Linked DNA regions of Mus musculus: all the other regions are linked to region 4. The links are chromatin contacts, called in public Hi-C, HiChIP or PLAC-seq and promoter capture Hi-C maps. All regions are on one chromosome and are shown on one strand. Each heading gives the region's core, a stretch centred on a gene start, on an enhancer-like site or on the middle of the called end of the contact. The rest is flanking DNA. Distances are from core to core; before and after follow the strand shown. Region 1 overlaps Gm32200 (predicted gene, 32200). Region 2 has its middle 6.3 kb from the start of Gm32128. Region 3 overlaps Ppp2r5a (protein phosphatase 2, regulatory subunit B', alpha). Region 4 holds the start of Nek2 (NIMA (never in mitosis gene a)-related expressed kinase 2). Region 5 overlaps Ppp2r5a (protein phosphatase 2, regulatory subunit B', alpha). Region 6 holds the start of Kcnh1 (potassium voltage-gated channel, subfamily H (eag-related), member 1). Region 7 has its middle 5.8 kb from the start of Gm32200.

Evidence for each region. Promoter capture Hi-C pulls out the DNA fragments that hold promoters and counts their contacts. A called contact is a pair of places that touch in the nucleus more often than the background predicts. HiChIP or PLAC-seq counts read pairs in DNA pulled down with a chosen protein or histone mark.
Region 1: an H3K27ac HiChIP or PLAC-seq map of trophoblast stem cells shows a contact between it and region 4, with 4 times the contacts expected there. The contact joins the enhancer-like site here to the promoter of Nek2 in region 4. A contact is called at or near these places in 4 of 39 promoter capture datasets (HPC-7-derived erythroid cells, hippocampal neurons, liver and 1 more), 1 of 484 Hi-C or Micro-C datasets (bone marrow-derived macrophages), 4 of 115 datasets of contacts at active chromatin or transcription factors (bone marrow-derived macrophages, embryonic stem cells, pancreatic cancer cells and 1 more) and 4 of 9 other capture datasets (adipose tissue, liver, macrophages and 1 more).
Region 2: a contact with region 4 is called in a promoter capture Hi-C map of liver, with 3 times the contacts expected there. The contact joins the enhancer-like site here to the promoter of Nek2 in region 4. A contact is called at or near these places in 9 of 39 promoter capture datasets (the 3T3-L1 cell line, 3T3-L1-derived adipocytes, HPC-7-derived erythroid cells and 4 more), 2 of 484 Hi-C or Micro-C datasets (bone marrow-derived macrophages and embryonic stem cells), 9 of 115 datasets of contacts at active chromatin or transcription factors (the HL-1 cell line, embryonic basal ganglia, embryonic forebrain and 3 more) and 5 of 9 other capture datasets (adipose tissue, embryonic stem cells, liver and 2 more).
Region 3: an H3K4me3 HiChIP or PLAC-seq map of bone marrow-derived macrophages shows a contact between it and region 4, with 8 times the contacts expected there. The contact joins the enhancer-like site here to the promoter of Nek2 in region 4. A contact is called at or near these places in 19 of 39 promoter capture datasets (the 3T3-L1 cell line, 3T3-L1-derived adipocytes, the C10 cell line and 11 more), 4 of 15 datasets of contacts at CTCF or cohesin (embryonic stem cells, large pre-B cells, pro-B cells and 1 more), 50 of 484 Hi-C or Micro-C datasets (3T3-L1-derived adipocytes, B cells, the BV-2 cell line and 31 more), 31 of 115 datasets of contacts at active chromatin or transcription factors (the HPC-7 cell line, the SCID.adh cell line, T-cell acute lymphoblastic leukemia and 21 more) and 5 of 9 other capture datasets (adipose tissue, embryonic stem cells, liver and 2 more).
Region 5: a Hi-C map of cortical neurons shows a contact between it and region 4, with 2.4 times the contacts expected there. The contact joins the enhancer-like site here to the promoter of Nek2 in region 4. A contact is called at or near these places in 13 of 39 promoter capture datasets (the 3T3-L1 cell line, 3T3-L1-derived adipocytes, the C10 cell line and 8 more), 5 of 15 datasets of contacts at CTCF or cohesin (the NIH/3T3 cell line, embryonic stem cells, large pre-B cells and 2 more), 42 of 484 Hi-C or Micro-C datasets (the AML12 cell line, CD8 T cells, the CH12 cell line and 25 more), 22 of 115 datasets of contacts at active chromatin or transcription factors (the 230-238 cell line, the HPC-7 cell line, the SCID.adh cell line and 13 more) and 4 of 9 other capture datasets (adipose tissue, embryonic stem cells, liver and 1 more).
Region 6: a promoter capture Hi-C map of pre-B cells shows a contact between it and region 4, with 9 times the contacts expected there. The contact joins the promoter of Kcnh1 here to the promoter of Nek2 in region 4. A contact is called at or near these places in 6 of 39 promoter capture datasets (the HPC-7 cell line, embryonic stem cells, hippocampal neurons and 3 more), 4 of 484 Hi-C or Micro-C datasets (the HPC-7 cell line, the N1E-115 cell line, embryonic stem cells and 1 more) and 1 of 9 other capture datasets (embryonic stem cells).
Region 7: a promoter capture Hi-C map of pre-B cells shows a contact between it and region 4, with 2.8 times the contacts expected there. The contact joins the enhancer-like site here to the promoter of Nek2 in region 4. A contact is called at or near these places in 5 of 39 promoter capture datasets (the C10 cell line, the HPC-7 cell line, hippocampal neurons and 2 more), 2 of 484 Hi-C or Micro-C datasets (B cells and the N1E-115 cell line), 4 of 115 datasets of contacts at active chromatin or transcription factors (the 230-238 cell line, bone marrow-derived macrophages, embryonic stem cells and 1 more) and 1 of 9 other capture datasets (liver).

What each region holds. Positions count from the first base shown.
Region 1 is chr1:191,437,396-191,440,095 of GRCm38.p6, reverse strand. Gm32200 (predicted gene, 32200) reads left to right here. Exons shown (of 6, transcript NR_151615.1): 6 at 2,116-2,700. Among named protein-coding and RNA genes, the nearest start is that of Gm31987, 6.0 kb to the right of the region's middle. Within about 2 kb of position 1,370, at least 60 of the 459 cell types and tissues checked have an H3K27ac peak or open chromatin away from gene starts, as enhancers often do. A contact at or near this core is called in bone marrow-derived macrophages, embryonic stem cells and trophoblast stem cells, where this site is marked.
Region 2 is chr1:191,412,878-191,415,577 of GRCm38.p6, reverse strand. No RefSeq gene overlaps it. Among named protein-coding and RNA genes, the nearest start is that of Gm32128, 6.3 kb to the left of the region's middle. Within about 2 kb of position 1,412, at least 14 of the 459 cell types and tissues checked have an H3K27ac peak or open chromatin away from gene starts, as enhancers often do. A contact at or near this core is called in adipose tissue and liver, where this site is marked.
Region 3 is chr1:191,351,785-191,354,484 of GRCm38.p6, reverse strand. It overlaps Ppp2r5a (protein phosphatase 2, regulatory subunit B', alpha), which reads left to right. Exons shown (of 13, transcript NM_144880.4): 12 at 510-611; 13 at 1,376-2,504. The coding sequence ends at 1,508. Among named protein-coding and RNA genes, the nearest start is that of Pacc1, 27 kb to the right of the region's middle. Within about 2 kb of position 1,419, at least 35 of the 459 cell types and tissues checked have an H3K27ac peak or open chromatin away from gene starts, as enhancers often do. A contact at or near this core is called in bone marrow-derived macrophages, neural progenitor cells, palatal mesenchyme and 1 more, where this site is marked.
Region 4 is chr1:191,820,153-191,822,852 of GRCm38.p6, reverse strand. Nek2 (NIMA (never in mitosis gene a)-related expressed kinase 2) reads right to left here and starts at 1,380. Exons shown (of 8, transcript NM_010892.3): 1 at 1,112-1,380; 2 at 489-706; 3 at 121-361. The coding sequence starts at 1,207.
Region 5 is chr1:191,374,036-191,376,735 of GRCm38.p6, reverse strand. All of the region lies in intron 1 of Ppp2r5a (protein phosphatase 2, regulatory subunit B', alpha), which reads left to right. Among named protein-coding and RNA genes, the nearest start is that of Ppp2r5a, 22 kb to the left of the region's middle. Within about 2 kb of position 1,270, at least 21 of the 459 cell types and tissues checked have an H3K27ac peak or open chromatin away from gene starts, as enhancers often do. A contact at or near this core is called in cortical neurons and erythroid progenitors, where this site is marked.
Region 6 is chr1:192,189,456-192,192,155 of GRCm38.p6, reverse strand. Kcnh1 (potassium voltage-gated channel, subfamily H (eag-related), member 1) reads right to left here and starts at 1,379. Exons shown (of 11, transcript NM_001038607.2): 1 at 1,070-1,379. The coding sequence starts at 1,148.
Region 7 is chr1:191,469,535-191,472,234 of GRCm38.p6, reverse strand. No RefSeq gene overlaps it. Among named protein-coding and RNA genes, the nearest start is that of Gm32200, 5.8 kb to the right of the region's middle. Within about 2 kb of position 1,329, at least 139 of the 459 cell types and tissues checked have an H3K27ac peak or open chromatin away from gene starts, as enhancers often do. A contact at or near this core is called in the 230-238 cell line, the HPC-7 cell line, the N1E-115 cell line and 3 more, where this site is marked.

The sequences.
Region 1 (2,700 bases), core at 121-2,620, 380 kb after region 4:
AACATTCCGGGCAGAAGAAACTTGAAGAGGAAAGGGTTTATTTGGCTTCTACGTCCACATCATAGCCCATCATTGAGGAGACTCAGGACAGGAGCTCAAGGTGGCAGTCACAGAGGGATGTTGCTTTCTTGTACCACCCAGGACTATCTGCCCAGGGATGGCACTGCTCACAGTTGGCTCGTCCACATCAATCATTAATTCAGAAAAAAAACCCTACAGGCAATCTGATGGAGGAATTTTCCAGTTGAGGTTCCTCTTCCCAGATGACTCTAACTAGTTTCAAGTTGACATAACTAACCAGACTCCTTTTCCAGGCCTATGAGAGAACAAGTATCTGCCGTTCATACCACTGCTCAAGAGCAACTCCAGTGTGCCTCAGTTTCCTTGTTATGAGGGCCCTCTCCAGAAGGTGGGCTGGCTTCTTACAAGGGGAGGCTCATCAAACACTAGCAAGCGTTCTGAAGGCCAGTGCTACCTGTCTGTCTGGTTCAGGTGTTGAATCCTTGAACTTTGTTGCCAAGGAGATTCTTATGCATAGATAAGGGCCGGCCTCTGAGTGTGCCTTGGACCACACTCTTGCATACTCTAACCCTTCTGTTCCCTCTGAAAAAGGAGCTCTGCAGTGGTGACCCACTACATCTGAAGAGTGAGATCTCCCACTGAACTTTTAACATCATCCCCATGCTTGTCAGAATTGTTGTTACCAGTGACCTGGTTGGAGTTTTCTCTTTTCTCCTTGGCTCTATGTAGCTCTCAGTTGAAAATGGCTGAAGCAGGATGTTAGCTACCTCACATGGTCAACCAGAGGAACAGAGTAGTCCACGGTGTGAATGGGAGTCAGTGGGGTGTGTTTTAAAGACTTGGAAGTCCTATTGGAGGCCAGGCCACCTCCATTGCCGCTTCATTTCCCTTTTAACTCTGCTTCCTTTTTGCACCTTTGTTTGGCTTTAAATCAGTGTGTTTCCTCTCTCTGCGGGACCTGACTGTCTAAGTTCTCTCAGAGGGCAAGCTAAGGTGCATCCTTTGTTAGATGCTAACTAGTTTCCTGGCTGCCCAGAGAGGTCAAGTGGGTACTGCCCACCTCTTCCAGGAACCCAGTGACATTCTGTGGGGAGGGACTGACCTCTCCAGGAGGCCACCAGAAGAACCTGTGGCATCTATGGGTTTACAGAGTGAAGGGATCCAGAGGCCTGCTGTGATCTTTCTTGATCCTTCTCCCCAGAAGACCTCAGAAGGGAAAAGGGCCCTTTGGAGCAAAGAGAGCAGCTTCTGGTTCATCCTGACAGTCAGTGTGTTCCACATGGGGCGTGTGACTCACCAGCCTTGGTCATGATTCTGCCCAGGATTAACAAGTCTTCCGGAATTAGCAACCAGTGCATACACCCACGGAGTAGCTAGACAGTTTCCATTCAGAACACACAGCAGGATACATAATCAGAGAGGAGGAAGGCTCAAATGACTGTGGATGACCCTGGCTCCTCTGACTGGCCTGCAGGATGAATCCTTTCTGCTTCCTCATAGATAGTTCTCCAATTAGAGAGCGGACTCCTCTCTGCTTTGCCTTTTAGCTCCTCATCCAGCCCAGGCCTCTCACGTGCCAGGAAAGCATTCTGTCACTGAGCGCATCTTGCATCCTGGTTAAGGATTACTGAATTCCCTGGGAGGTGCCAGTAACCAGGTAGTCTTGTGGAATTCATCATTTGGTGGGGAACCTTGGGTCAGTGATCTAATCTTTTACAGTGTGGTGCCCTGGTCTATGGGGTAGGATAATAACACACCCAACTCATTAGGTAACACACAGAGTGCTCATCAGCATACCTGACACTTAGTGGACATGTAATTACTGAGTGTTGTTAGGTTCTATTAAGAAATGACTGGTGTGGGTCTGGGGTTGCTGGTGTCCTGAGGTGCCTGCTGGTGCTGAAGCAGAATCGTCACCCAGGGACGTTGGGCCTCAGACACAGCTGGCATGGGATGAGTCCCTGGGTTCTGTACCCATTCCCCTTGCCTAATCTGGAAGAAAGCAGGGTGATCAACAAGGCCTTGCCAAGGAAGAGAATGATATTCAAAAGTGTGATTATTTTACAGCTATCATTTGTTTGTTCTTTCCTGTAGGAGCCACCCGGACAGCTACGTGGTGGAGAGAAAGCCTGGGGATGCCACGCTGTGTGACTGGGTCCAGTCCCGTGGTCAGTCAAGGAGTTGGTTGCAGCCTTCGAGGCCTGCCTTCAGTGCAGCCTCCCAGTGAGGCCTGCCGCTTGTCTGGGCCTTAAGTCCCTCCCTGGCCTCCTCTTTGGTGAGGTTTCTGAGTCCCCCTAGACATTGACCGTTTCTGCTTCTCATGAGCAAAGACATCTTGCAGGTACCTGCTGGAACCTGCCACATCAGATCCCACCTGCTTCTGTGTTCCCAGGTCTTCTGGGAAAGATGAGGTAGAATCTCTGATGTTCCCAGTAAGGTAGATAAGCTACCTTCCAGGGGGCAGCATCTATACGGCTGCCACTGTTGTGTGGTTCCAGGTAAATGCCAAGATCTTTGTGCCCCAGCTGACCGGTCAGCCCCATTCACAAGGGCAAGCTTCCCTTAGGCAAGGAGAAACGAAGATGAGTGGCAGAGAGGGGGAGGGGCCACTGAGCCATCTCCAAGGCTCCTTCCAGGTCTGTGATTCTAGGATTATAGTCATCTTTCAATTTTTTATTT
Region 2 (2,700 bases), core at 163-2,662, 410 kb after region 4:
TAAATAAAAAGTATCATAAATTGGACTCATCTGCCTTGGGGGCCGTCCTTCCAAGCAAGCTGCCAACAGGATCAGGATGAACGCATATAGAACTGAACATGTTCTTGTAGTTGTAGTAAAAAGAGAAGCAGGTGAAAATTCTTTGGTGGGAGTGATGTTTGAGAGAAAATTCATTTTAATAACACGTTTGCTCCCTCCGAGTATCTCGAAGATATCTTTTAAACAGATAGTCAGTATACAATTTTTTCATTTCACTTTGGTTTTCTCATGAGAACTTTCCAAATTTATGTGTATTTTTAAACCTACAGAATGTTTCTATTCAAATACTAGATTTGCATCAGAAATACTTGATCTGTATTTATATTTCACATAATTTATAGCTGAAAAAGTATTCACATACCTGATTTATTCCAAACATCCTAAAACTTAAAAAAGCATTTCCAATATCCTGGTTAAGTACCAAAAATAATTTTCTCTGTTTATATATACATCCATAATTTCCAGCCTGGTTTCTTTTAGAGCTGACTTTAAATCCCATTGATTTTAAGCCTGTCTGATTTGTTAACTTTGTGTAAGTCTGTGCTAGTGTTCATTTATTGATCTGTGAGATTAGCACACAAAATGGTGGGTGTCCTCACGGCATCTTCTGCTCACACATCTCACCATGCTTAGTTTTAATTTTTTCCCTCCCATGCTGACCTTTCTTGGTCCCCTCCCTCCTCTGTCTTGTTCTTTTTCTTCCCCCAGGTGGGTACCCCTCTCCTTTCTTTCATTCTCTCTATTAAGATCTCTAATAATCTCCATTAAGATCTTACCTTCCTTAAGATCTCTTCATCCTCTCTCATGATTACCTCCCTAGTTTTACAGCCAACACACACACACACACACACACACACACACTGAGCACTGGCAGAGAGCACAGATAACTGTCTTCTATTTCTGCATTCCACAAGATGATGAGTCATATCACGTGTACACCTTTAGGATAACTTTAAGAACTACGCCCGCCCACGAGCTCACTCAGCAAGCTGAGCGCAAGCATCTTTTCAATATGTATCATTTCCATGGAATGAAGAGCCAGGTGTTGGTGGTGCTCGCCTGTAATCCCAGCAGCAGCCTGGAAATAAAGGCAGGTGGATTTCTGTGAATTTGAGCCAGCCTGACGTCATAGTGAGACCCAGTCTCAGAAAAGTAAAAAGAGGAGCAAATGGACAGACGAAGGATGAGCCCCTTGTTTAGAAGCTGCAACAGTTCAGCCAGGGGAGGTGAGGCAAAGCCAGAGGCAGGAGGGCAACTGGACGCCAGCAGGGTTATATAAATTTAGCTTCTTGAAAAACTGGAAGCAACCCTGTCTCAAAAGGGTCAGGGGCATAGAGCACTTGCCTGGGATGTGAAAGGTCCTGGCCTGAGCACTGAAGCCAAACAAGCAAGCAAGCAAACATCACAGGCAACGGCAGCCCTTGATCTACTTTTGCCAGGCACCCTTCACTGTGACAGAAGTTATGCCTGGTCTCTCTAGCAGAGATCTTTGACAAATGTAACATTTGCAAATGTCTATACCAATGAAAGTAACATTCAGCTACGGAACAACAATACTTAAAAAGAAAGTGAGTTTGAAAATCCTGTGGAATGAGGTTATCCAAAGTATCAGTTGGTTGTGTTTCTTCTATCACATGACTTTCTCTGTCCCTGAAGAAAGTCCTGAACACCTGGATTTGAATCGATTGGATTTTGGCATTGTCAGGAAGACTTTGGAACAAGACAATTATTGCTTAATTGAGGAACTTCCAGGTCTTCCCCTCCACCTTTGTTGAGGAATGACTGACAAAAGCTGTCCATATTTAAGATGCAGACATCTGATAAAAGCTGTGACAAAATTACCAAATGAAGACAGGTATTTCACAACCATCTCTGCAGGTACCCTTTACTGGGTAGTCTGAATGCTTAAGATCTAATTACTATACATTATCACTAATTGATACATTGTTATTTTTTTCTGGGCTGGGGACTGGCCAGGCTTTGTCTTGCTAATTAAGCATGTCCCCGCTGAGGACCCCCCCCCCCCCCCCAGCCCTAGGATCATTAATTTAACCGTGGCGCTCAGATCTCCACACTGTAAATTAGGGCTTACATCTAAAAGGCAGTGGCTTCAGTCAGCAGGTGAGAGTCTCCACTTCCTTTACTCCCTGCCCTTAGTGACTACCCTGCTCTTTAACTCCTTGAATGCCACACGTGAGACAAGGGTGCAGCATTTGTCCTAGTGTGTCTAGCATGATGTCCCCCAAGTTTATCCATGTTGCAGGGAATGTATTTCCTTCTTTATAAGGCCAAATCATATAGATCACCTATGTAGCTCACATTTTCTTTATCCATTCATCCACCAGCATGGGCTGTTTCTGTAATTTGGCTATTGTCCCCTGTGCTGGAGAGAGCAGAGTGTAAGGATCGTTTCAAGGTACTGATTTCATCTCCTTTGGATCGATATCCAGAAGTGGAATTGTTGGACCATATGGTAGCTCTGTTTTCAACTTTTTTTTTTTTTTTCAGGAACTTCCAAACTGCTTCCCCTAAAGGCTGTGTTGAGCTTATACTAGTTGTAAAATGTCTCTCAGATCTTCCCCTTATTTTCTCCAGCAGAATTTCTAAGATGGAGATGGTAATGTTCTTGGCCACCCCTCCATCTAAAAGTGGTTCTCTTTT
Region 3 (2,700 bases), core at 170-2,669, 470 kb after region 4:
AGCACAGGCTAGCCTTGAACTCTTGGCTCAGCCTCAGCGCTGAGATCACAGGCGTGTACTTCACGTGTCTTTACTTTGCTAGTTGAAGCCTGGACAGATCTGTAACCTATACTGAAGGTGAGTGTCATAGTTGTAGATACTGCTTATCCTTATAAAGCTGTCTATGGATGCTCCTCAGCAAATGGTCTAACCAGCTTGCGGTCCAGTGCCATCGGCTGAGCCAGCTGTATCCGGCCTCCCCAAGCTAGGAACTGAGGACCAAAGGGAGACATGGCATTCAGACATTCCGACTTCTGTGACATTTTTATCTTGCTACCCAGGGTCTAGGATGAGACTACAAAACTCACATGAAGAGAACCAGAATATTGTATCTACATAGGAAGAGGGTAAACATTAGAATCTCTGGCCTGTGAGACTAGACTGTTTCCACTTTAGTTCTAGCATCTGGCATTAATTATGCATTCAGTGTTGCTGGCCTCTAACCCAGAACTGTCTTCTCTTTCTTTCAGGACTATTGTAGCACTGGTGTACAATGTGCTGAAAACCCTCATGGAGATGAACGGCAAGCTTTTTGACGACCTTACTAGTTCCTACAAAGCCGAAAGACAGAGGTACTTGATGAGTTTTGAAAATTCTGTGTTCTTCAGTTCAGAAAGGTCCATCTCTTAGTCGGTGGATCTATGGTGAATATGTTAGGCATTATCATTTGGAAGCCTCTGAGCACTACAGCCATTGTCCAGGAAAGTAATCCCGGTATTTTTATAAATTTGTTAAGACTTTCCTCCTCTAACAGTTAGACTGTGGTTTAAGTGCGGATCGTGTTCGTCCTGATCTCAGCTGAGACATAAGATTTTTCCCGAGAGCTTGATAGTCCTGGTGCTGTGGATCATCAGAGAGTGGTATCTGAAGTCAGCACACTGTCAGGAAGCGAGTCAGAGCTCTGTGATTTTAAGGCCAGGAAGACACAAACAAAAACCTCACAAGGTTCAGGTAGAAATTAGAACCAGGATCCAAGTCCACAAAGCAACAGGCAGGAGAGGTGTGTGGGAACCAAGACCTAGAAATAAAAGCCCTCCTTTACAGCCTGTACTTTCTTTACTTATCTAGTTTTAAAGCTCACTCAGTTTGAACATAAACTGACGGGTGGGTAGATTGCCTTTCTGCTGGTATGGAAGGGTGGGGCTTCTACCTCTCCCTAGGAGGCCTGAGTGTTAACTGTAGCTGACCTAGAGGCCTCGAGTGACTACGGTGAATTAGTGCCATGTAATACCACGCGTGTCACAGAAGCCACGGGCATTGTAATGCTCGCTCCCCACAAAGCCACCAACCAGTGTCTTTCCTGAGCTTCCCATTAAAACTGCTGATCTCTCTACAGAGAGAAGAAGAAAGAACTGGAACGGGAAGAGTTGTGGAAAAAACTAGAGGAGCTGCAGCTGAAGAAGGCTCTAGAGAAACAGAACAATGCTTACAACATGCACAGTATTCGCAGCAGTACCAGTGCCAAATAAAGATCAGCTCCCCCTGCTGGGCGGTCGTTTTGTACACTTTTTTTTTTTTTTGAATATATAAAAACTTCAGAGCAGACCTCATCAGTATAATATAATTAGGAGGCCAGTTTTTCCTGGCAAGCGTAAAAGCGAAAGAATTATGGACTAAAACATAGCCCTGTGCTGTATCACGGCCACAGTATATTGTAAACTCTGTCTAATCATGGATTGTGTCACTGTCTCTGTTGAGTGAGGTGATCGTGGGAGTGGCAAGCGTGTGTTGCGACTTGAGCCCGGTTGTGCTGCACACACAGATGAAGCCGTCCTCTGCACACTTCCTTTATCATGTGTTTTCACCGTGCTGCACACCTTGGTGCTGCACACCTTGAGTACATCTGAGGAAAGAGCCTCGTAAGATAAGCGGAGGGGTTGCCCTTCCCTCACCTCTCCTAGAGAGGTGTGGGCAGGGGACAAGAGCCCAGCCTCATTAAAGACACTGCCATACTCTGGGTTTTACAACATCTGACATTTCCAGGCTTCTGAAGCACAAAGTATTAAAGTTGGGGGGGGGAAGTAAACCAAAATTCTGATGTTCCCAAATCCCCCCTTCAGCAGCGGCTCCCCGGAGCGTGTGCGGAGCAGCACAGGCCACGGGTGGACCCGAGGCTCACCTCCTTCATTCCTCTCCTCCAAGGCTGGAGGCAGGGCCTTCCCAGTCCTCACCCTGCCAGTCCCCAGGCCTGCCTGCCTGCAGGGTGGAGCTCTGGGTCCCTCCCACAGTGTGATGCAGACTGCTAGCTGTCACTGCCTGGCTTTATTTAAAGGAACTGCAGCAGGTGTCCTCAGAGCTGACTATGTAGAAGCTTTGTCTGTTTTTACCTGGTCAGGTATTTTTCACACTGTTGTTACCAGTACCATTCCAGCCTCTTGCCTTGCAGTTGTATGGAAAACTGTTTTATAATGAGAGATCTTTACTGAGGATTGAGCAGCATTTAATAAAGTCTATGTTTGTATTTTGCCTTATGTCATTTGCTCTTTTGTCTCTGGAAGATATTTATATTAGAGAATTATAACTTACGGATGTACTCTAATTAGAATTAGGTTGCTTGTGGTCCAGGGATTAGGAGTCTAGCCATCTAACCGATCTTTTCATAAAATCCCAAGCTTCTTGTCCCTCCGTGTTCTAGGACAGTTTAACATTAAAGCTAGTTTT
Region 4 (2,700 bases), core at 131-2,630:
GGAGAATCACTTTGAGTTCAAGGACAGCCTGGTCTACAAAGTGAGTTCCAGGACAGTCAGGGCTACACAGAGAAATCCTGTCTCAGGGAAAAAAAAAAAGTTGAATTCTAAAATACTCACAGGAGACATGTAATAGGGTGTGCCAACAAACGTTTTTGCAAAACTCGTGTCGTGATTTAATATTCTAGCTAGTCCAAAGTCCCCCAGCTTGACATTGTGTTTGCTGTCCAGGAAGACATTGGCTGGCTTCAGGTCCCGGTGAAGCACAGTGTGGCCACCATCGCTCCTTCTGTGACACTCTTTCAGGGCCAGCGTCAACTGAGTCATCACTCGAAGGACAAACTCTTCCTCCAAGTACTGTCTGGAGAAAAAGCACATTTCACAACCCTGAATAAAAGCCATCTTCAATCTGGGGCAAGTCATTCAGAGCGTACAAACATGGAAGTTAATTATTATTAGATACGAACCGTGGGGCTCTTTCACCTTACCTATCCTTGGTCCCCTTTGAAATGACACTAGCCAGGTCCCCTCCCTCACAGTATTCCATTACGATGTACAGGGTTGTGTTGGTTCGGTCAATAATGCGATCATAGTAACTGACGATGTTTGGATGTTTCAGCTCCCGAAGCAAGTTCACTTCAGACACAAGCATCTGCTTCTCCACCTCCGTCATGGAGCCATAGTCAAGCTCTTTCCACACCAGGATCTGAAATACAACATTTCCAAGGTGTGAGACAAAGGGTGAAATTTCCAAAGTTGAAAAACAAAACACTAACAACTCAATGGGTGTGTCAGTGAGGGAGTCGAGACCGGGTTAATTTAGTGGGAAGACCCACCCGAAATGTGGGCGGTACCATCCCCAGCGCTTGAGTCCGGGACGGCGTGTGGCGCAGCGGCGAAGCAGGTCACGTGAGCTCGTCTTTCTGCTCGCCGCGGATTCGCGCCTCCACCGGTTCCCAGCCGCGGCTGCCCGCTCCACGAGCCCGTCCCTTCTTAGGAGGCTACAGCCCGGTCCTTCACGAGAGTTCAGGTGGCCGCCCTGCCCCTCCCCAGCGTGGGCGACGCTTGCTTCTCCCTAAGCCCGCCGTGGAAGGGCTGCCCGGCGCCTCACCTTGCCGTCGCTCTTCCTCCGAATCTTCTGACAGCGGCCGTAGGAGCCGGTGCCGATGCTGTGCAGCACCTCGTAGTCCTCCACCCGGGACGGCATGGCGAGCGGCCACCCTGGCAACCACACCACCGCGCCGCTCGGAGCCCAGGCTCGCCCGCTGCAGGCCAACCGCGCCGAAACCCGAGCCCCTCGTCTGCCTGCCTGAGTCGGCGAGCAACCGGCCACCGGGTCAACCGTCGCGGGCTTCGGCCTCGCATTCTATTGGTCCACAGCGAAGGTGCATCTCAACTCTGATTGGCTGAGAAAACACAACACTGCTAGGCATCCTGGGAAAATGCGTGTCGCTAGGCAACCGCGTCGGCGTTGGTGTCTGCGTCTAGCTGCTCTACGGAATACGAGCCGCGCCGAAAACCCCTGGGATTTGGGATCGCAAAGCCTGTTGGGGCCTCGGTAATTCCATTCCTTGGCTGAAGTCGCTATGGTAACGGATGTCCGAGGCTCTGGACTGGAGACACTGGCCTTTTGACCTTTCCACTTTGACCCCACCCTTTTCCGACTCCTCTGCACTCGGGTCCTGAACCTAAGCCCTTGTGTGTTGAGGATTTGATGACCCTGAGGGTGCGGTGAGTGCACCGAGCACTTTATAGTCCTCACACCTAGAGAGCCAGAATCCCTGTTCCAGCCCGGCTTGGTGGCGCGCTCAGGCAGATCTCTGTGAGCTTGAGGACATCCAGAGCTTTGTAGAGGGTCCCTGCCTTACCCCCACCCGCGAGAAAGACACCCCACGCCCAGAGAGAGAGAGAGACAGAGAGAGAGAAACTAGGCCCAACTGCCCAGAAGAGAACTAATTAAAAAATAATAAGAATAAAGGATATTCATAGTAATAACGCAGAGTTGACATGTGTTTTCTGAGCACAGTTAGCATAGTCTAGATCTCTGAACATTAAACTGAGAGACCTGTTGAACATAGAAACGTATCCAAAGCTTAGGGACTGAGTATGGAAGCATTCAGAACAGAGTCACCACACTGCCAAATTGTACTTCTAAGACATCTACCAAAAAAGTGTGTTAGGAAAAAAAAAAAAAAAAAGGTGTTCCCTAATAGCCAATCCGGGAGCTGCATGCAGTTTGCTGACTTGAGCTCACATAGCCAGTGACATGGCCCCGCTTTGACTTGGGGAAGGGGAGCTAAAGGCTTCCATCCAGAGCAGGTGGGGGGTAATGTGCATTACCAGAAAGCTAATAATCTGCTGCATAAATGGGTCATTGTTCTTAAAATATCTGTTCATGCTGTGATTGAAAAAGAACCCAATGTCCTATTAATAAGAATTAGAAGCCTCCTTATGTTAAAAATAAATGTATTTTGTGCGCTGAATTTAGTATAAGCTAATTGGAATTGCCAGCCAGGAGAACTTTTAAATTAGCATTCAAGGACATTGTCACACCTCAAAGGGGTAGGATTAATTTAGGTCTCAGAAATTATATAAGGAGCTACAAATGCCTGAGGTCATTTATATGGTGTGTGTGTGTCATATGTGATGTGTGTGGTATGTTTGTGTGTGTGTCGTATGTGATATGTGTGGTATGTTTGT
Region 5 (2,700 bases), core at 21-2,520, 450 kb after region 4:
ACCAGTATTCTAGGGCAGTGTTTTGTTGTTGTTGTTGTTTTTAGAGTGTGAGCCTGGTACATCTCAAGCTGGGTATTTGGGGGAAAAAAAAATGAGGAGTTTAGGAAACACCTGACAGGGCTTCGGGAGAGTTTTTGAAGGTGTGTAATGGATCTCCAAAGGGGAAACGCTTATTTCTCCAGAACTGTCTTAGTCTCTCCTGCTTGTCACAGGGATTTTTATTTTTAACAGTGGTAAAGTCTTTAGTGAAATCAAATTTCAATCATAATAAGATGGAAAAGTTACATGCATTTTTAAAACTCATATTCAAGCCAAGTTTAAATTAATTATGTATTTCGCAAAGGCACAGCACATGTGTTTCTTTATAGCTCGCTCCTTGATTGTGCAGTTTCTCTTGTACTGTTCATAATATCGTGTAGTGCCTTCTTATTGCTGGCTTAGTGATGGTTTCCAGGGGAGTCCTTTAAAGTAGCCTTAGCTCTGAGGATGTTACCGAAGATGAGCACAATTTGGTATTACAGGTCGTATAATATTCTTCCCTAGGCAATATAAAAACCTTAACGCATTGAAGTTGTTGACTTTGCTGTACATCTAATAGTTATGGATTGCTCTTTGGTAAATACTTGGGAGAGATCAAAATACTTCTGCAGGTGTATGTAGGATTGGCTTCGTTGTATCATTTAAGTGGAGTTCACCGGTGTATTACTGAACTTTCCTCATCACTGTGTCAAAAAGAAAGAATTTAAGGGAGAAAATGTTTGTTGTAGCTCATGGTTTCAGAGAGTTGTAGTCTGTCCCAGCCAGGAAGGCCATATAATGGGAGCATGTGGCTCCAGATGCTCGCTTGTGTCAGGACAGACAGGAAGTGGCAACACGAGTCGGAGCCAGAAGTGGTATAGCTCCCACAAGCCCACCCCTAGTCACCTATCTCTGCTATCTCGGCCCCTTGCTGCAACGCTTCCACAGGCCAAGAAACACCACCAGCAATGGACCACATTAGCCTGTAGGAACAGTTCAGATTCAAACCATACTCCCTGTTATTTTAAATACCCTTCTCTTATATACTCAGGGTTCATTTATATGTTTTTAAGAAGTTAATATCCATCAATGTGTTAGTTTCCCCGTTGCTCTGACAGAAATACCTGATACAAATAAAGGAAGAAGGCTTTTATTTTTAGCTGCATGCACTTGGGCAGAAGAGGAATGTGTGGAGGAGCAGCTTCTTCACCACTGATAGCTAAGGAAGGCACTGAGTGAGAGACTTGGTCCTGCAGATAAGAAACTTGGTGTCGTGTGTGGTGGTGAGAGCGAGGGGAGAGAGGGCGGGACTTGCCTATGAGTGGTGGTCACATGTGCAAGAGGATAAAGCGTGAATTTGTAGTCATTCCAGTATCAGGAGAAAAAATGCTCAAAAATATCTTAAGACTCTGTTAGAACTGAGTCAGCTTCTAAAGATGGCACCTATTATCCCCAAATCATCATTATAATGGAATCTAATGATAGTAACAGTCAAGATGCAGCGCAAGCGCTGGGACAGGGCTCAGAGGTAGAGCGAGCACTGGCTTAGCCTGTGTGAAGCCTTGTGCTCAGTGCCCGGGAACAGACACAGAAGATTAAGATGGATACAGAGGTACCGTCTTCTTGAATAAAGATACAGCTATATTTGAAGGATAGAGTTTTGTTTTTTTTTTTAAGTAAATGAGTGACTGCAAGGATGCTGAGGATTTTCTCTACAAGTTACAAAGGGTTACAGTCATCATCATCAAAAGTGTGCAATACATATGTGTTCTGAAAAGCTTAGCATTGATAGAGAGCTTATAAAAAGCAAAGATGTCTTATCTCCTATATTTTTAAACTAAAGAGCTTGGTACCAGTGTTAGGAAATGCCATTAACTAATTGAAATTAACTATTTAACAGAAAACTCCAAAAGGTTTAAGGAAAAGGCCCTTGAGATGTCACCGAGTTTGCAGAGAAGAGCAAGCTCTGCTGCTGAACACCTGCTGGTGTTTGGACCAAGCAGGGGTAGTAGGCCCGACTGCTGGCTGTGTGCGTCAGTCAGAGCTGCCTCATTCTCTCCACAGTAGGTGAAGTCTCATTCCAGAGCTCAGGCAGGTTTTATCTGCAAATTTAATGATTCTTTTAAAAAAAAAGTTAACATATGTCCATTTCAGAGTAGTTCCCTAAAAGATGATTGAATAAAAAAAATAATAAAAATGTTATTTACTGTCCCTCAGCTTCACATCACAGGGACCGGTGCTGGCTCTGGGACAGAGCAGGAGAGATGATTAGTTGTGGGTGTAGACCTGTCTTAGACACTTTTAGTAGCACAGCCACAGAAGGCTAATACAGTACATTCAAAACTTATTTGTAGTTTTTAGCAGTCCCTCCAGAAGTCATGTAAATTTTGCTGGTCTTTAAAATATTCACACTTGCTATAATAAAAAAGAAATGGGGGGGCGGGGCTAGGGAGATGGCTCAAGATGGGCCATGGAGTCATGAGAACCTGAGTTGAATTTCCATTCCTCACACTTAGTCCCAACACTGAGGAGATGGAGAGACAGGAGGTCCCTGGAGCTTGCCGGCCAGACAGCTCAACAAATTGGCAAATCCAGGCTCACTCACATCCATGCATCCACACCAACTCATGGGAACACAAAGTCCACTGCATGTATCGTCATACACATGCACACACACCCGTA
Region 6 (2,700 bases), core at 130-2,629, 370 kb before region 4:
CAAAACCCAGCTCTTGAGTTAGGTCCCCACAGCCTCTCCAACGGAGAGAGTCGCCTGCTTCTGGAAGGAGAGGGGCCCAGAAGTCTGCTAGGGGGATCTCAGAATTGGGTAGCCTGGTGAACAGGTGTATGCAGCAACTCCCCATCTCCAGGACTGTATGTGCAAGCTGTGGGTCGGAAAGGTTTGGATAGCTCCCTTTGGATCGCTACTCTGAGGACTTTTCGCCTTCTGGGCTTCATGCTAATAAACCATAGGAAACTGCAATCTCTGAGTAAAAAGGTGTCGAAAATTATTCCCCTTCCATCAGTCATAGTAGGACTCTCTCCTCCCAGCTACAAAAACCTCGTGCTTGTGCACAGGTTTCTTGGGTAATGAATCGGCTTGTGATGGAGGACAAGATTGGGAGGGTTTAAAAGAGACAATAGATGCCAAATTTGTACCCGGGACCACTTAGTTCCCTCTGTTTCCCCGGCTGAGTCCAGAAAAACCATCGGACCTTCGTGAGCCATTTGCTCTAGCTGGTTGGCGAGGGTGCATAAGACAGCCCTGCCAAAGGGTTTCTTCTGGTCAGACTTTCCTGCTTAAGGGATGGAAGGTGGAGTTGGCAACGTCCCTGCACCCGAACAGGGCCAGGACCAGTAGCCCAGCTCTGCTGCTACCTCTGGCCTCCCTGCTCCTCAGGACTCCCGGGGAGCCTCCGCGGGGAGGCGGCCAGTGCGCATCAGGAGCGCAGTGCTTGAAGGTGGCCAGCCTGCAGCCACTTTTCGCATGACTTTTCTCACCAAATGCCAGGCTTTCCTGGAGAGGACAGCGGGAGGGCGCGGGAAAAGGCCCCAAAGGCGTAGGCTAGAGATCTCTCCTCCAGAGATGGGGCACACTAGACCCCCTCCAGCCCTGCCCACCTCCCAGGCCCGCAGGCAAGAGAAGCTGGTGAGCGGAGCTCCGGGATGCCCCCGCATCTGTTGGCACCAGGCGGGAGGCGTCTGCAATCACCGCACTCAGAAAAAAAAAAAAAAAAAAAAAAAATCAAAACCCACCTGGGCGACAGAAATCCAAAGGCAGTTCTTACCGTTGGACCGCCGCACGATGTTCTCCAGAAACGTGTTCTGCGGGGCCACTAGTCCCCGCCGGCCGCCAGCCATGGTCATCCTCCCGACTGCCGGACTCTGGGGGCGTCCGGCGCCGTGTCTCACCGCAGCAGGCGGCCGGGTGCGCAGCCCGCAAGCGTTCCTGGCTCCACGCGCCCCATGCGCTCCGCAGCCCCGGAGCGCAGGGGCGGCGGCTGGCTCCCGCTGCCGCCCTCGCTGCGCTCCGCACCTCCCCGCTGCGGCCCGCCCGGGTGTGCGCTCGAGTGCCCCGGGCTCGGTGCGCCGCGGCCGCCTCCCGTGGGCGGAGGGAGCCAGCCGGTCCAGGGCGCCCCCTACCGTGCGCGCATCCCTCGGGGACACAGCCGTAACCAAGAGCCACGGGGTGAGGCTGGAACCGGAGCGGCACCCTCTGGGTGCAGCGGGAAGTGTTATCCAGAGTGTGCCTGGGGTGTGCAGAGCACGGTGAGCAGCTTTATTGGTAAAGTCACATACACACACACACCCGAAAAGGTCACAAGAAGACTCTTTCTTTACGCGGTGTCAGATCGGAGTCAGAACCTTCAGGCTCTGCAAACAGCATGAGCTGCATGTCTATCCAGCTTCCCCAGAATTAACCAACCAAGTGTCTAAGGGCAACAACTTACAGAGTGACTGCCAGATTCAGCTCCCAGGAGCCGTTTTGGTTTGTCTTTACCATCAATGTGCCTGCAGCCTCCTCAGTTGATAAATGGCTTTCACCTGTTTGGCGTCTTCTCTTACAGAGCAATCATTTTACCAAAAAAGAAAAACAACAAAACATGAGTTGGCACATCGGGGTTTCCAGCTACAGTACAATCTCTTAAGATTTGTGTGTAAGGTGAAAAAAACAAAAAAAAAAACAAAAAACGGGAACTGGCTGTCCAGCATCAAAGAGGAGGGCTACTTCTGAAAGCTTCCCAAAGTAAAAGTACATCAGATTTTAATTAAACAGCCATAGCTGTGGCTTGGAGAAGCATCCACAAGGCACAGGTGAAGCAGGTGCGGCTTCACAGCAGGTAGAAATGACTTGGACCTCTTGTTCACTGAAGGAAGAGGGGGTGTTCCAACTGCACATAATGTGTACCTGTCGTTGTGCTGTGCGTGTGGCGGGGGACTGAGACAATGCCCACAGAAGGATGCATTGCTACTTGACTGGTTAGTTTCCAACTGGACAAAGATTCAAAATAAAATGCAAAGATAAACCCGCCGCTGAAGCCCGTGACGCCGGGGCTCACCTCCGGAAACACCTTAATGGTTCGCAAAGACACACTGTCTCAATTTTTTAATCTCAGAAGCAGAGCCAATTCCTTCCAGGCATTCTCTGAGTGGTCGAGCACTGCGGAGAATAGACGGGGGGGGGGGGGGGGGGATCCTGACTTTAAAGTTCTGTGCGGGAGGTCTGCAAAGATGGCTCAGCACCTGAGAGCACTCTTGCAGGAGACCTGCGTTTAGTTCACAGTAGGCCAAAGCCATCTGAAATTTCAGTTCCAGACCATTTGATGCCCTAGTCTGACTTCTTCAGGCACCAAGCATGTGCATAGTACACGTACAAACATGCAGGCAAAACACTCAAACTCACAAAATCTGTCTGAAA
Region 7 (2,700 bases), core at 80-2,579, 350 kb after region 4:
CAGTGCAGCCTCAGAGTCAGGATGCTGGGGTTCACCTTGGTCTTTCCCATCATTCATCTCTCTACCCATCTGGCCCTGGCCTTGAGGTTTAGCATCACAGAAGAGAGGGCTTCTAGGTAGAATGCCGCAGAGGAGACTGGCCCCCTCCAGGAACAACACACCCCTTTATTTATGGTCTTCCTTTTTTCCCCATCAAATCAGATTTTGTTTTCTCCACAGAGGTGGAAGAGACAAAGCCTTGTGGTTAATATGCAGAAGCGGTCACCCACTTCCAAATCTCTATTATCCCTGCGGAAAGGCACCTCTTGGGGCTCTTAAACCCTTTACTGCTTCCATTGCACAATTACACTTACCTGTTTTTGTCTGAATACAGAAGGAAGTTCGTATATAATCCCAAGGAAAGGGAAGGCATTTGCACCTACTATTGTCTTTTCCTGACCAGTTGTCTCGTTGAATTTTGTTTTGTTTTGTTTTCTGTTTGAGACTGGCTTCAAAGTCTCCACATAGCTAAGAATGAACCTGTCTAATCCTCCTATCTCTACCTCCCCATTGCTGGAATTATAGGTGTGTCTCACCACACCCTGATCCTTGAGGTTTTATCTTAAAATTTTTTTCTTGGGTGTTCAAAAAAAATTTTTTTTAAGTCATGTAAAGGAATGACAAGCAAATATTAAATACAAATAAAGAATAATTATATATTGGGCTAGCAAGATGACTCAGCAGGTAAAGGAGATTTGGGCAAGGCTGAGGGCCTGAGTTTGATCCTGAGACCCACAAGGAGGGAGAGAAGCAACACAAACAAGTTGTTCTCTCACATGCACACACATGCTGTGGACCGCATGCAGCATTCTCCCCCCCCCCCCACACACACACCAAAAACAGAATAAATGAAAACAAAACCCAACAAAACCAAACCCAAAAACCAAAAGTAGTGTCAAAATGTTGGTATGTTAAGTCACTATTAAATTGAGAATACACTATTAAATTGAGAATACTTGGATGTTGCTATAGCAGCAACACCCAAGAGGCACGTAGGTAAATTTAAATGGTCTAGCAGCCCCGTTTTAAAAAGTGGTTGAAGCTAATAAAACAATCACATTGTCATTTAAACTTGTAATAAATATTAACTTAATGAGATATTTAATTTTCATATAAACCTTTGGTTGGGTGCATATTTTATATTTTCTGTACATCTTAGTTTGAGCAGCTACGTTGTAAATGCTCGAATCTGCCCTGTGTGACTGTGCCTTCTGTAGAGGACAGGATAGTTCCAGGTTTCTTGTTATTTCGTTCTCACCCAGCCAGGAAGGAAGAAAGTCCCCAGAGGCTGATCTCTTTCAAGCCTCCTATTGCTGGCTAATTAAATCCCTAAGCAACGGCTGAGTCACTCTCAACTGTGGCAAACAATTTAAGAAATGTGTCTCAGAGCCAAGAACACAGCTCCCCACGTACAAGGAGAGAGGCGAGGCCTCTGGATGAGAGCTTTGGAGGAGAGGGAAGAGTGTGGGAAATCAGGTGCGTCTGTGTGGGAGGGAAGAGGTAAGCCATCACTAAAGGCTAGAGAGGAACAGAGGAGCGAAAAAGGGTCCCTGCTGAGTCATGTTCCTCCTGTCTTTACAGCCCCTCTCTGAGGCCGGACTGGGGCTCATGTCATAGACACAGAATCCCAGATCATCAACACTCAAGTCTGGTGTAGGGCTCATCGTCTAATTCATTACCCCTAAGCTCCAGGAGAACAGGCTCAGTGTGCATAGACTCTGGTGCAAAGCGTGTCCAAGTATGCAGTGTTTACATAGACTGTATTATCTGCATGATGCATACTCTATTTGCAGGCGGATCTCAGGATCTAAAAACTGTCTCCACGCTTCCCAGTAAAGGGGCTGCTTCTTACCCCTCCTCTGCGTTTCCTTTTCCTCCACCCACCACCCGCAGTAGACTCCTTTGAGAAAAGCAGTGTGGATTGGAGGAAGCAGGAGACTGAGATAACAGAGACAGAGGAGGAGGATACAAAGAATCCACTCAAAAGCCACATGGGAGCCTGCAGAAGTCACACAGTGAATCCGCAGGGCTGAAGAGCCACAAGGGAGCCTGCAAATTTGACAACTGTTTTAGGGGAGAAGAGGAGTGATTGCCAAAGCTTTATTTGTCTCAGAATATCCTATTGACCTCAGTCCTTGTGTGGTTAGTGTTAGTTCTAGGTAATCCAGAGAGAAGGCATTTTCTCCCCAAGACCCTGTTAAAAACAAAACCAGGCTAATCTGGAGGCAGCCAGAAGGAAGAGCCATTGTGCTGTGTTGACACTTTGGCCAGCCACTTTCTAGCTGAACTGCCTCGGACAGTTGACTGAAGTGTCTCTGCTTCAGACTCTTGTTAAAATAGGTTAGCTTGTGTTTATTTGATGTATGTATGGTTTTTATATGATGTGCATATGCTTTGCTTGCACACACACACACACACGTATGTGCATTATGCGTGTTCGGTTCCTGAGGAGGCCAGAAGAGGGCATCTGTACCCTGGAGCTGGAGTTACAGATTGCTGTGAGCTGCTATATGGTGCTGGGGACTGAACTCTGGTATTCTGCAAGAACAGCCATCTCTCTGGCCCCTCTACTTAGACTCTTAATTTCAAAGCTTAACAAGAAGACAGTTTTACCACTTAGGGGTTTCTTGGGGAGTTGGTGCTTGAGATTTGCTTATGTGG